2 separate regions of the Rattus norvegicus genome follow, and region 2 is linked to region 1. A link is a contact called in public Hi-C data. All regions are on one chromosome and are shown on one strand. Each heading gives the region's core, a stretch centred on a gene start, on an enhancer-like site or on the middle of the called end of the contact. The rest is flanking DNA. Distances are from core to core; before and after follow the strand shown.

Evidence for each region. Hi-C and Micro-C count contacts between places; a contact is called where the count stands out from the background.
Region 2: a contact with region 1 is called in a Hi-C map of kidney, with 4 times the contacts expected there. The contact joins the promoter of Zdhhc13 here to the enhancer-like site in region 1. A contact is called at or near these places in 7 of 12 Hi-C or Micro-C datasets (the A7r5 cell line, the Rat2 cell line, Schwann cells and 4 more).

Annotation. Positions count from the first base shown.
Region 1 is chr1:107,586,014-107,591,134 of GRCr8, forward strand. No RefSeq gene overlaps it. Among named protein-coding and RNA genes, the nearest start is that of Zdhhc13, 35 kb to the right of the region's middle. Within about 2 kb of position 1,443, at least 1 of the 93 cell types and tissues checked has an H3K27ac peak or open chromatin away from gene starts, as enhancers often do. A contact at or near this core is called in kidney, where this site is marked.
Region 2 is chr1:107,620,680-107,625,989 of GRCr8, forward strand. Zdhhc13 (zinc finger DHHC-type palmitoyltransferase 13) reads left to right here and starts at 2,920. Exons shown (of 17, transcript NM_001395115.1): 1 at 2,920-3,035. The coding sequence starts at 3,009.

The sequences.
Region 1 (5,121 bases), core at 193-2,692:
TCAGAAGGGGGTTAATGAAGGGTACCAGCCCTCCCTTTCTACCTAGCAAATTGTTGGCTTAACAGTTCCATTCCGTGCAATGGCATAAAACTCCTCCTCCAGTCTTCGCCCGTTTCTTCACACATGTATACTTGGATCTGTCTTCGTGCTGGCATGGCTGTCCTGCCTTAAAGTCTGTCCTGTGAGTTGGAAAGTGTGTTCCAAAAGAGGCTCTTCTCGTGTGTCTGTGTCTGAGAATCCAGACACTGCTTCAGCCTCACTTAGTGGCTCATAAGACATTTACCTCTCAGGCTGTTCCCACATCCCTGCACCAGAATCCATGGTTCCCCCAGTGTCCTGGGACTTACCCCTGTTACAAAGCACAGCTTTGTCTTTCTATAAGATCCAGAGCAGGAATGGGTAAGAGTTTGTGTGGTGTCTGAGAGTGGGACCAAACCAGACTCTGCTTCCTTCCACCTGCTCCTCTCAAGGTCCAGTTGCTCAAAGAGAAAGATGAGGATCCATTTTGACAACTCTGTCAACTGCTGCCTTTCAGTCCCTCAGAGAGCACAACTGACAAAGAGTCGGTTCTGAGCAGTTCCCGACGCAGGCATGGCCACTAGGAAGTGGGCTCAGAGCTGTTCTGCCTGGAGCTTTCAAGGTGACCTTGTGCCTCCTGAACCATCTCCTGCCAACAGCTTCCTTCACACCCTCCAGTCTGTGTGACTGCCTTAGACTTAAGCTGACGGCAGAAGACCGACCAACCCTGAGTCCCATCGCTGCCCTTCTTAACTCTCAAGGAAGGTAAGACACTCCCTCTCTCCCAACTGCAGGCTGAGTGCCTGCACCATCAAAACCATCAGCTAGTAGCCATCATAGACTAATGAGGGTTTCTTAGAGCCAGAGACAGGACTGGACTCTTCGGCTGCAATTGAGAATGTCTGACTGGTACAGTTTTCATCCTTAATGGGAAAGGCATTCATTAAATATCCACGGCCCAGCCACAGAGATGGAACTTTGTCCCTCCACATACAAAGTCTGCTTCTCTGGGAAGAAGGTAAACGGAGGAAGCCATCCTGGGTCTAGCACTTAGAGCAATAAAATGACATAGGAATGAATTTGCTTTAAATTCCCAAAGTAAAATGCCCCCATCTTGTGCTCCCCATAAGGTTCGCTTTGTATTCAGCCTCCCTGCCCCCTGATGTTGTGATGGCCTCTTGCAGTATCCCCAAGCTCCACCAGGAAGCTGGGACAACACCTCCATAAACCCCACCTCACACTGTCCCACAGCATCCCTGTACAGAGGAGATGTAGGGTGAGGGTGGACTTAGAAAGACCCAGGAAGGCACAAGGCTCGGAGAGGAGAATGCTGGGATCCACAGTCAGTCTGCTCTCTCCATCAGTAGCCCAGTCAGGGGGAAGTTTGGGTGAGAATGTGGGTCTGTGTGACACCACATTCCATTTTCTAGTCTAGTCCTTAGCACCGAGCAAAGTACTGGGCAAAATAAGTAAATAAGTAAACACTAGGTAACTGTTTGAAAATGAGTGGATCTTGACACGGGAAGATAATGTGGGGTTTTGCGTTGGTTTTGAGTGCCCATGATGGACAAAGGTCACAATTTCACAATGCCAGAGACGTCTGAACTTGATTCATGGATGGCTATACTGTGGCTCAGAGAGGCTGAGTTTCTTAGTCGCAGAGTGAATGAGTTGTTGAGGTAAGGTTTAAAGCTAAGTCTTTCTGAGGCCTAAAGCAGTACTCTCTCCCATACCTCCCTAAGGGGGAGGATTTCACCTTGGATAATGTTGCCATCACCAGTGGCTCTGAGGAGAGGTACATACATCCCTGTAGTTCCAGAGGACAGACCCCCATAGCAGCTGGTGAGAATTACTCAGAGATGGATGATGGCTGGAGCCGGAGGATAGCACTCTGGAGCAAGTGAACAATGATCCGAAGATGCTCATAACCAGGGGTGTTGTATCCAGAAAGCCCAAAGAGAGGAGAAGCCCTTGGTCCTGCCAAGGCTGGAACCCCAGCCCCCATGTAGGGGAATGTCAGGGCAGGAAGGGGGAGGTTGGGGAGGGGGAACACCCTCATAAGAAGGGAGAGGGGGAGAGGATAGGGGACTTACGGACAGGAAACTGAAAAAGGGAATAACAATTGAAATGTAAATTAAAAAGTATCCAATAAAAGTTAAAAATTAAAAAAGCCTCGGTTTTCTCCAATGTTTTATTACAAGCCTTATTTATTGAACTCAAAGGTCCCCAAGAGAAAGTTCTCATAGGAGAGCTTTCAAATGTCACAGAGTGAGTGAGTTGTTCAAATGGAGTTCAGACAATTCAGGCAAGTTTTAAAGTAAGCATTCTTTCCATGAATAATAAGGGACACCACTGAATTTAGCAATATTGAATGCAAATGCAAAAGGAAGGGAGGGAGGGAAGAAGGAAGGGAGGGAAGGAGGGAGGGAGGGAGGAAGGAAGGAAGGAAAGAAGGAAGGGAGAGAGAGAGAGAGAGAGAGAGAGAGAGAGAGAGAGAGAGAGAGAGAGAGGGGCCAAAGAAATGCCTGCCTGGGGCAACTGGCACAATGACCTCTGAGTTACCTTTGCTGTTGCTTGTGTCAGATGCTGCCATTCTCTTGGCGGACTCTGGGCACACCCTCAAGAATGACTTAATCGTCCATAATCCTAGTGGTTCAGAAGCACAGCTTCCTCCTCCAGGTTCCGACAGGGTATTGGCGAAAGTCTGAGTTGTGGAGGAGATCTGCAGAGAACGCTTAGTGGCTCTCCAGTCAGCTTTCCCTTTCCCAACCTCAGCCAGTTGAAGAGGCCTGGGCCCTTCCACGCGTAAGTGGTTCATAAACGGGCCATAACCAGCAGGTTCTAATCTTCAATGTCATTGTTGAGGGGACCCTGAAAGAAATGGAGCCCACTGGGATCTGCAACTGAATGTTGCCTCCCTGAAATCCCATCTCTCCTTGAGTAATCCGAGCTCAGAGTCGTGAATGTTTGTCTGTGTTCGTGTTTGGACTCTGCAAACGTGGTGAGTTGAGCCAAAGTTCACTAGCCTGAAGCACAGACACCTACTTTTCACACTAGAATCTTCTCAAGCTGGAATGTCAAGAGTAACGATTTATGCTGGTACAGAATTCCAGTTAACAAGATGCTACCAGTGTTGCCCCCATTGAAGCTGGGAGGCTCTCTAGGGAAGGAGATCTGGAGGCCCCTCACCCACCCACATATCATGTTTTAAGATGCTGGTAGAGGCCCAAGGCCCTAACAACTCAAAGGTTCTTGGTCTTGGTTTCTAAAGAGCTCATCCATATTCCTCTCTGTCTCTCTGTCTCTGTCTCTCTGTCTCTCTCTGTCACTCTCTCTGTCTCTGTCTCTGTCTCTCTCTCTCTCTCTGTGTGTGTGTGTGTGTGTGTGTGTGTGTGTGTGTGTGTGTGTGTGTGTACAGGCACATTTTGTATGCACAATGCACATCTGTGTGTTTGAAGGTCAGAGGTAAACCTTGGGTGTCATTCTTCAAAATACATCCACCTAATCACTTGGAACTAGCCAATTATCTAGGCTGGCTGGCTGGCTGATGAGCTCCAGGGAGCCAATGCTCCATACCTCTACACTACTGGGGTTACAAACAGGTACAACCACTGCTGGATTTTTATGAGGATGCTAGGAATTGAATTAAGTTCCTTATACTTTTATAACAAGAACTTTAGCAACAAAGCTGCCTCTCAATCCCTGATCTATATTTCTTATTTATATGATTTGTTTATTTTTATTTTCTATGTATGAATACAAATATATATACATATATATAATGCGTTCTTGGTATCTCCAGAATCCAGAAGAGGGCACCAGATCCCCTGGACTTAGAGTTACAGATGGCCGTAAGCTGCTGTGTGGGAACTGGCGATCAAACCTAGGTCCTCTGAAAAAGCAGCAAGGGCTCTTAGTCACTAAACCCTTTCTCTGGGTCCTGATCGAGAATTCCTCAATCTAAAGCTAATGATAGGGACTTGCTTCCTCTCTTGGAAGAGTCTTTTCGCTTCTTTCGTCAAAACAGACTTTCAGATTACTTAAGTAATCATCAAGTTCTCATAGACCAATACCACACCTTGTCTCCCAGCTTTACCCAGCATATAACCCCTGTGAGGCTCTATTTGGGTGACAATCAAATGCCTGTCTCATTTCACAAGAGACAGCAGTGTTGGCATGTGACCCAAGTCCAAGCTCTGCATAGTCTTGGACAAGTTCACTAATCAACCTTAACCTAAGTTTGAACCATTGACTGTGGGGAAAGATGTTGATAGCTGAATGAAATCATGTCCCTCGAGAACTTAGCACAATGTTTGACTCCTGACACATGCTCACTAAACATCGAGGGGCCATGGAGAAATATCAATAGGTTAATCTCAGAGAGGCCCACACTGGGAACAGCATAGAGTGAGCAGGTGGTCCCAGGCAGCCCTACCCTTTCCGTGCTCTCCTCAGCACGCCTGGCAGCCCAGGGAGGCTGTTATTATTACTGGAGTGTGGCACCAGAAACTGACTGGCTAACTACCACCTTTCACACATACAGAGCTGGGATATGGGCTCCGCTCTGGTGACTTCCGGGTAAGACTCTTTGGGGCCACTGAAGGTCACCTGTCGGCAAGGACTGAACGGGATGTGCTGATACAAACCTCTGAACCCAGATGACCTAGGTCTGAACCTCCAGAGATACAGCTCCGTGGTGCCTGGTGGACAGCTTGAAACCATCACACCTCCTTTCTAGGCCTCGGTGGCTTCATCTGCCATTTAGTATGTAGTCCAGACTACCCCTAAGTCCTGTCTCATGTCTGCCTGCTGCCATGCCCCTCAGACTTCAGAAGGGACTTCAGGACTCCGTCTTTGAAGCCAGCAGACCCCAAATCTCAGATCAGTCTTCCTCCTCGAACCCATGTTTTTCTGAATGAATCCAAGATTTGCCAGTCAAAAGCTCTGTAATTATCCTGCAGGGACCAGCCTGGCTAATAATTGCCCCCATTATTTTTAATTGTATTTTACAAGGTACCTTTCATCTAAGATCTCAAAGGACTTCTCAAACATTCATTACCCAGGCCCCACCCTTCCCTGCGTGGATGCGAAAGGCAGGGGTTG
Region 2 (5,310 bases), core at 1,670-4,169, 36 kb after region 1:
TCTGGTACGTAAGAGAAAATTAATCTGTGCTTGTAGGGTGAGGATAGTCCCACCTATGTAAGTATGTTAGAGAAAGAAAAGGCTTAATCTTAGAAAGCTACGTGATCAAAGCTAAGAGGAACCATAAAAAAGAGGGCTTTCATTGTCTACTTCCATACAGATTTACATATGAGGACACCTACAAAAGGGGAAGTGGTTTGTTCAGAATCATACAGTGCTGTGGGCAGACGAATACCCTGCCTCTCCCTCTTCATAACTGTACTTGTCCATAGGGTTCCTTATATAAGGAAATAATGGTAAAATAAAGTCAGAGTGGGCTCTAATCCAGTTTGACTCCTGTCCATACAAGGAGAAGGAATTAAGAATAGGGACCTGCAGCGGAGAGCTGAGAAGGCACATGGAGAACAAGACCATCTGCAAGCTAAGGAGACTAGCCTCAGAAGAAACCAAGCCTGCTAAGTCCTTGAGCCTTAGGCTTCCAGCATTCAGCTCTATATGAAAATAATTTACCAGCCCTTTGGCCATTCAGTCAGCACTGCTTTTTTTTTTTTTTTTTTATGGCAACCCTGGAAATCTAATACACACAGAGAGTGTAAACTAGAAGCCAGGCTTGCTGAATCTCTATCCTGTCCTGTTCACACAACAGCACCCAGCTGGTCCCATTCAATGCTCTCCCAGTCCCCGAGAAGGAGCGTGACAATTACAACGATACTAAATAACCCATTTACAAAGGCTAGAGTGTACCAAGCTGTCCTCTAAACACTTCACACACATTGATTCGTTTAATTCTTTCAACGGTACCACGAGTATCATTTGGTGTCCCATTTACAGATGAGAGAATTAAAGGACAAAGACATAGCAAAAAAAAGATCACAAAAATCACTAAAGGCTGAAGCTGTGAGTCAAGCCCAGGCAGCTTCAGGAGCTCACACACATGCTCATCTACTGGGGGCATGTCTACAAAAGTATTGTCAAAGGTGAGAGACAGGTGAGACAGCCCTTCACATCACTGGAGACTTGCTCCATAGAGGAATTAGACACAGATACGCTTATCTTAACCCTGAGTAGCTTGTCGGAGGGATAAAACTAATGAGCAGAGTGCATTCAGGGGCCTGGCTAAGAAGTGAGGTGTCAGAATTTATCCAGTGCAGACTCTTGCAGTATGTTAGGACATCCAAAGGAAAGCACAGGGCAGACTTCAAGCCCCCTCGAGTTCCACAGCACCTTAAACAAGTCCTTAAAGACGAAAGAATCAAACTACACCAGCCAAAGCACTAACTAATAAAGAAATGAGATTGAACCCTCTCTCTTCCAAGCATTAAGCAAATGATTGGGGATTCTAGAATCAGTTAAAACCATCCCACGGATTAGATACAATGTATGCAGAACACTGGTAAGAGTTGCTAATGCACGCTAAGCAACCAAGGAACAGACATCAGATTAAGTAATGATCAGGGAGTGACCACATTACAAGGTTCTCTCCTCTGTGAAACCCTCGCCAGGCTTCATCCTATGATATCCAAATCACCTGCCTTTTCCTCTTGCTCTGGAGGAAGTCACTTGCCCATCCTATTTGTCATTCAGTTTGCTCTGCATAGCATCATAAAAGTCGATGACACATTCGTATATCCACCCATCGACTCACTGTAATTACAGTGGACAGTTTCTAGGTCTCAGTGCTGTTCTGGGTACTGGGAGTTCCTACACAAGTACAATGTGTTTTCCATCCTCAGAGGGTGTATGCTTTGTGGGTAACCTATGGTGTACCCAATAAGTAGGGCCACTGACAATAATAATACACTTATACTTTGACTGTTTCAGGGTAATATTTTTTTCATGGGTTTACCCAGCACTTTATTTCCAGACACTTATTTCATGGTTTATAGGATATAGAGGCACAATATTAATTCTATTCTGAATGACCTTCTAAAGATCTAACCAAGCTGGGTTCAGTAACAGACACATCAAGGAATTATCACAAAGAACTGGGCTGCGTGCAGGCCCAGGAAAGAACCACTGTTTTCTGGATGGTGAGGTAGGAGAGAGCTCCCCACTAGTAAGAACCAAGAGTATTATTGCTTCATAGTCCACCAATCTGTGCAAGACTTAAATGCCAGTTCCTCCATGCATTCCACTGACAGGGACAGGTGAGGCTTGTCCAGTTTATCTCTACCTTCCCTGTGGAACTCTTATATTTTCTGCTTTCTTTTTTCTTAAAACTTATTTGGTCTCATTTTATTTAATTTATTTGTGTGTGGGGGTGGGAGGGTGGGGTGAGCGAGCTTCTCTGTGTGTGTGTAAGGATCAGTGGAAAACATTGAGACTTTTCCTTCCCCCACCATGATCCTGGAGAACAAACTCAGGTCAAAACAAAAAAAGGCAAGTGCCTTTACCGCAGCTTATATCTTCTGCTTTCTTTGAGGAACTAGGCCCTGAGGATAGAAGTGCCTTGCTAAAGAGCACATGACTGAAGAGCAGCGGACATTTTAACAGCTAATATCTGTAAGATAGTACGTGAGACAGGATGCTCTTCTCCGGCCAAAACCCCTACTGTGGAACTGTGCAGACTTTTCCTCAATTAATTTTTCAAACGCTTACATGAAGTTGTTCTTGACTCCATTTCACAGTTGAGAAGACTGAGGTGAGGGAGAGATTTTCACAAGGATATCTAGCTTTGGGGTAACCCACTCCAGGACGTTGGAATAACAGCCTGAACATGCATCTGAGTGGGAACCTGAAGTGGTGCCAAGGGTGGGGCGAATGAAAGAACATGGAGGGGTGGGACAGAGGGCGGGGATGACCGGCAGTTCTCTAGAGGTGAGAAAGTCCCGCCCCCAGGAGAGAGAGGTTCGGGATTGGCTTCTCGTGGCGGATTGGCAGCTCTAGGATGCGCGCAGTGAGGAGGGCGGGGCGCGAGCCGGAAGTGGGCGAGAGGCGGCTGAGGCGTGCTCCGAGAGCGGCGGCCGCCACTTTGCGTAGGAGCTGCGGCCGGGCGGGTACGGGGTGTGATGGAAGGCCCGGGCCTGGGCTCGCAGGTGAGCGCGGCTGGAGGTGGGCGGCGGTGGGGACGCAAGTCCCGGTCAGGTGAGGCGATTCCGCGAGGACGGCGGGGCCTGGGCCTTGGCCACACTAGGAAAGATGCTGGCTGTCCTTTTGAGGTAGCCGCAAAGCGAGGCCGGGTACTCCTGCCGCCTCCATTGGGCGGCAGGGTGTCGCGCACCGGCGCCTTAGACGCCTAGGACCTGTAAGGTGTCAGGTGACACACCTCGGGTAGTACAGCCAGCCTTGGACCTTAGTCTGGAGTCTGAGAGATTCTGTTGAGAAATTTCCAGCCCTAGCGCCTAGGCTGCCGCCTTCTCTCCACCTTGTGCTGTCTTAGCTCCTGTTCCCATCCACATCCTTCCTAGTCCTTGAAAGCATCGAGCCTGTGGAGGCAGGAGGAAGGGAGCACTATGGTACCATCTGCAAAATCCCAAAGGATTCTATTCTGAGAAGCGCTAGATTAGTCCCAGAGGACAGAGGAGGCCAAAGGGGAAGCTATAAAAACCGAGAATTAAGAATTTGTTCCTTTCGAGTGTGACCTCTAAAGACTAATAACTGGCATTGAACAGATTCCCACATAATATTTCCGGGCTTCTTCTATCTTAGCAAATGGTTAGCATGTGCCACACGCTTTTATGCCCACCTTTTTATCCCAGCATCAAAGTCCTTAAGCAAAAGAAACCCCCATTTACAGGTGAGAAAACTGTAGCAGTCTCTAATTCAAGCTGAGCTGGAAGTAGATTTTTTTTTTTCCTCAAGCAGTTTGAGGTAGTCACCTTAGGTTTTGGACCTTTAAAGAAAAAATTTTCCCCAATTCCAAGAGTGTTCTTCATATCTCCTTATTTTTCTTCTTCAACCAGTTTGGTGTAGGTTTAAGTGGAAAAATAACATGCTGAGGTGTTTCTGTTAGGAGTTCTTGCATTTTAAAAGAAATAAAAAGAATGTGCATGCGGGGAGCCTGGCTTGCTCTGAAAGAGTGTAGAGTCTTTACGTGAAACAGTGTCTCAGTATTTTTCTCAGGCTCGTGACTGCCACTCATTAATAAAAGCCTGTGAGAGCTTAGGTTTACTCTGCTGAAGGGAAAATAACCCTGCTCAAGTTCCATGACATCAGAAGGGAGAGGATGATTTTAGAGGTTGAAGTTGGTGGGGCAAGCTAGACTGTTGTTATGATAAGTGCTACTGCTACTTTCTTGAGTTACAATGTGAAGAGCTTACACTTCCTAGAAATCCCCCAGTCTTGGTCCTTCACTCCTTCTCGAGAGCTAGGTAGGAGTAATTATTTCTAATTTTAAAAGTGAGAACAGACACTCGAGAAAATGTAGTCACATGCTAGAGAGCAACTGAGTGGCACGGCCAAGATTCCATTCATTCATCTAGTAAATGTGTTTTGAATGTCTCCTGGAAGTTGGGCTCTATTCCTCATGAACAAAGCAGACAGAGCATCCCTTTTGTTGAATTTGCTTAGTGCTGATAGTTTTGGGGGTTTTCTTTTGTCAGAATTTTCCTACCCGGCCTGGTTCTTAGTTATGTTTAATACCTCATCTTTTACAGTTCTGTTTGCTCCAGAATCTCCCAGCTACACTGGGCTGCAGGCCGTAATACATACTTGCTCTATGTCTCTCCTATGTATTGATGTGGCTTATCCCTCCATTTCTATAACGTCTTCAGACAAATCTCACCACAGTGTAGCTTTTTGATCCTCTTATACTTAAAATTGCAGGCCTTTTTCATTGTCATCACTAACAGTAACACTCCCTGACCACACTCCCTGACCTCCCTCCTGGTTTCATTTCTCCCCAGCATTTAATATCATGCAATATGCGGTGCTCCTGATGAGGTGCTCTCTCTCTTCTGCTAAGTATTAAGTGTCATGAAGGTAGTGATTTGTATCAGATGCGTTAATCATTCATTATGTTGTGTTGAACATAAAAAAAATGAATCTAACACTAGTGTTCAACCAGCAGTCAATTTAGAAACTTAACTCTGATACTTCTGTTAATATTGTGACAAATATTAGTGGTGTTCTGTCATACCTCCCTACCCCCATTTTATTTGCCAGTCAGCCTTGCCAGAGTTTTGCAGATCATGATTTCTTCTTAGAATCCACCGTAACTTCAGAATGCTTTAAAACTAATGTGATTGCATCATAATTGCCATATAGCTTAAAGATGCTCTGTCGGGCCTGCTCAAAAGCATGATGGCATGGAAAACAGCCACTGTTAACTCATGGATCTGTGCACCAGAAATTTGAATATACTGGTTCAGG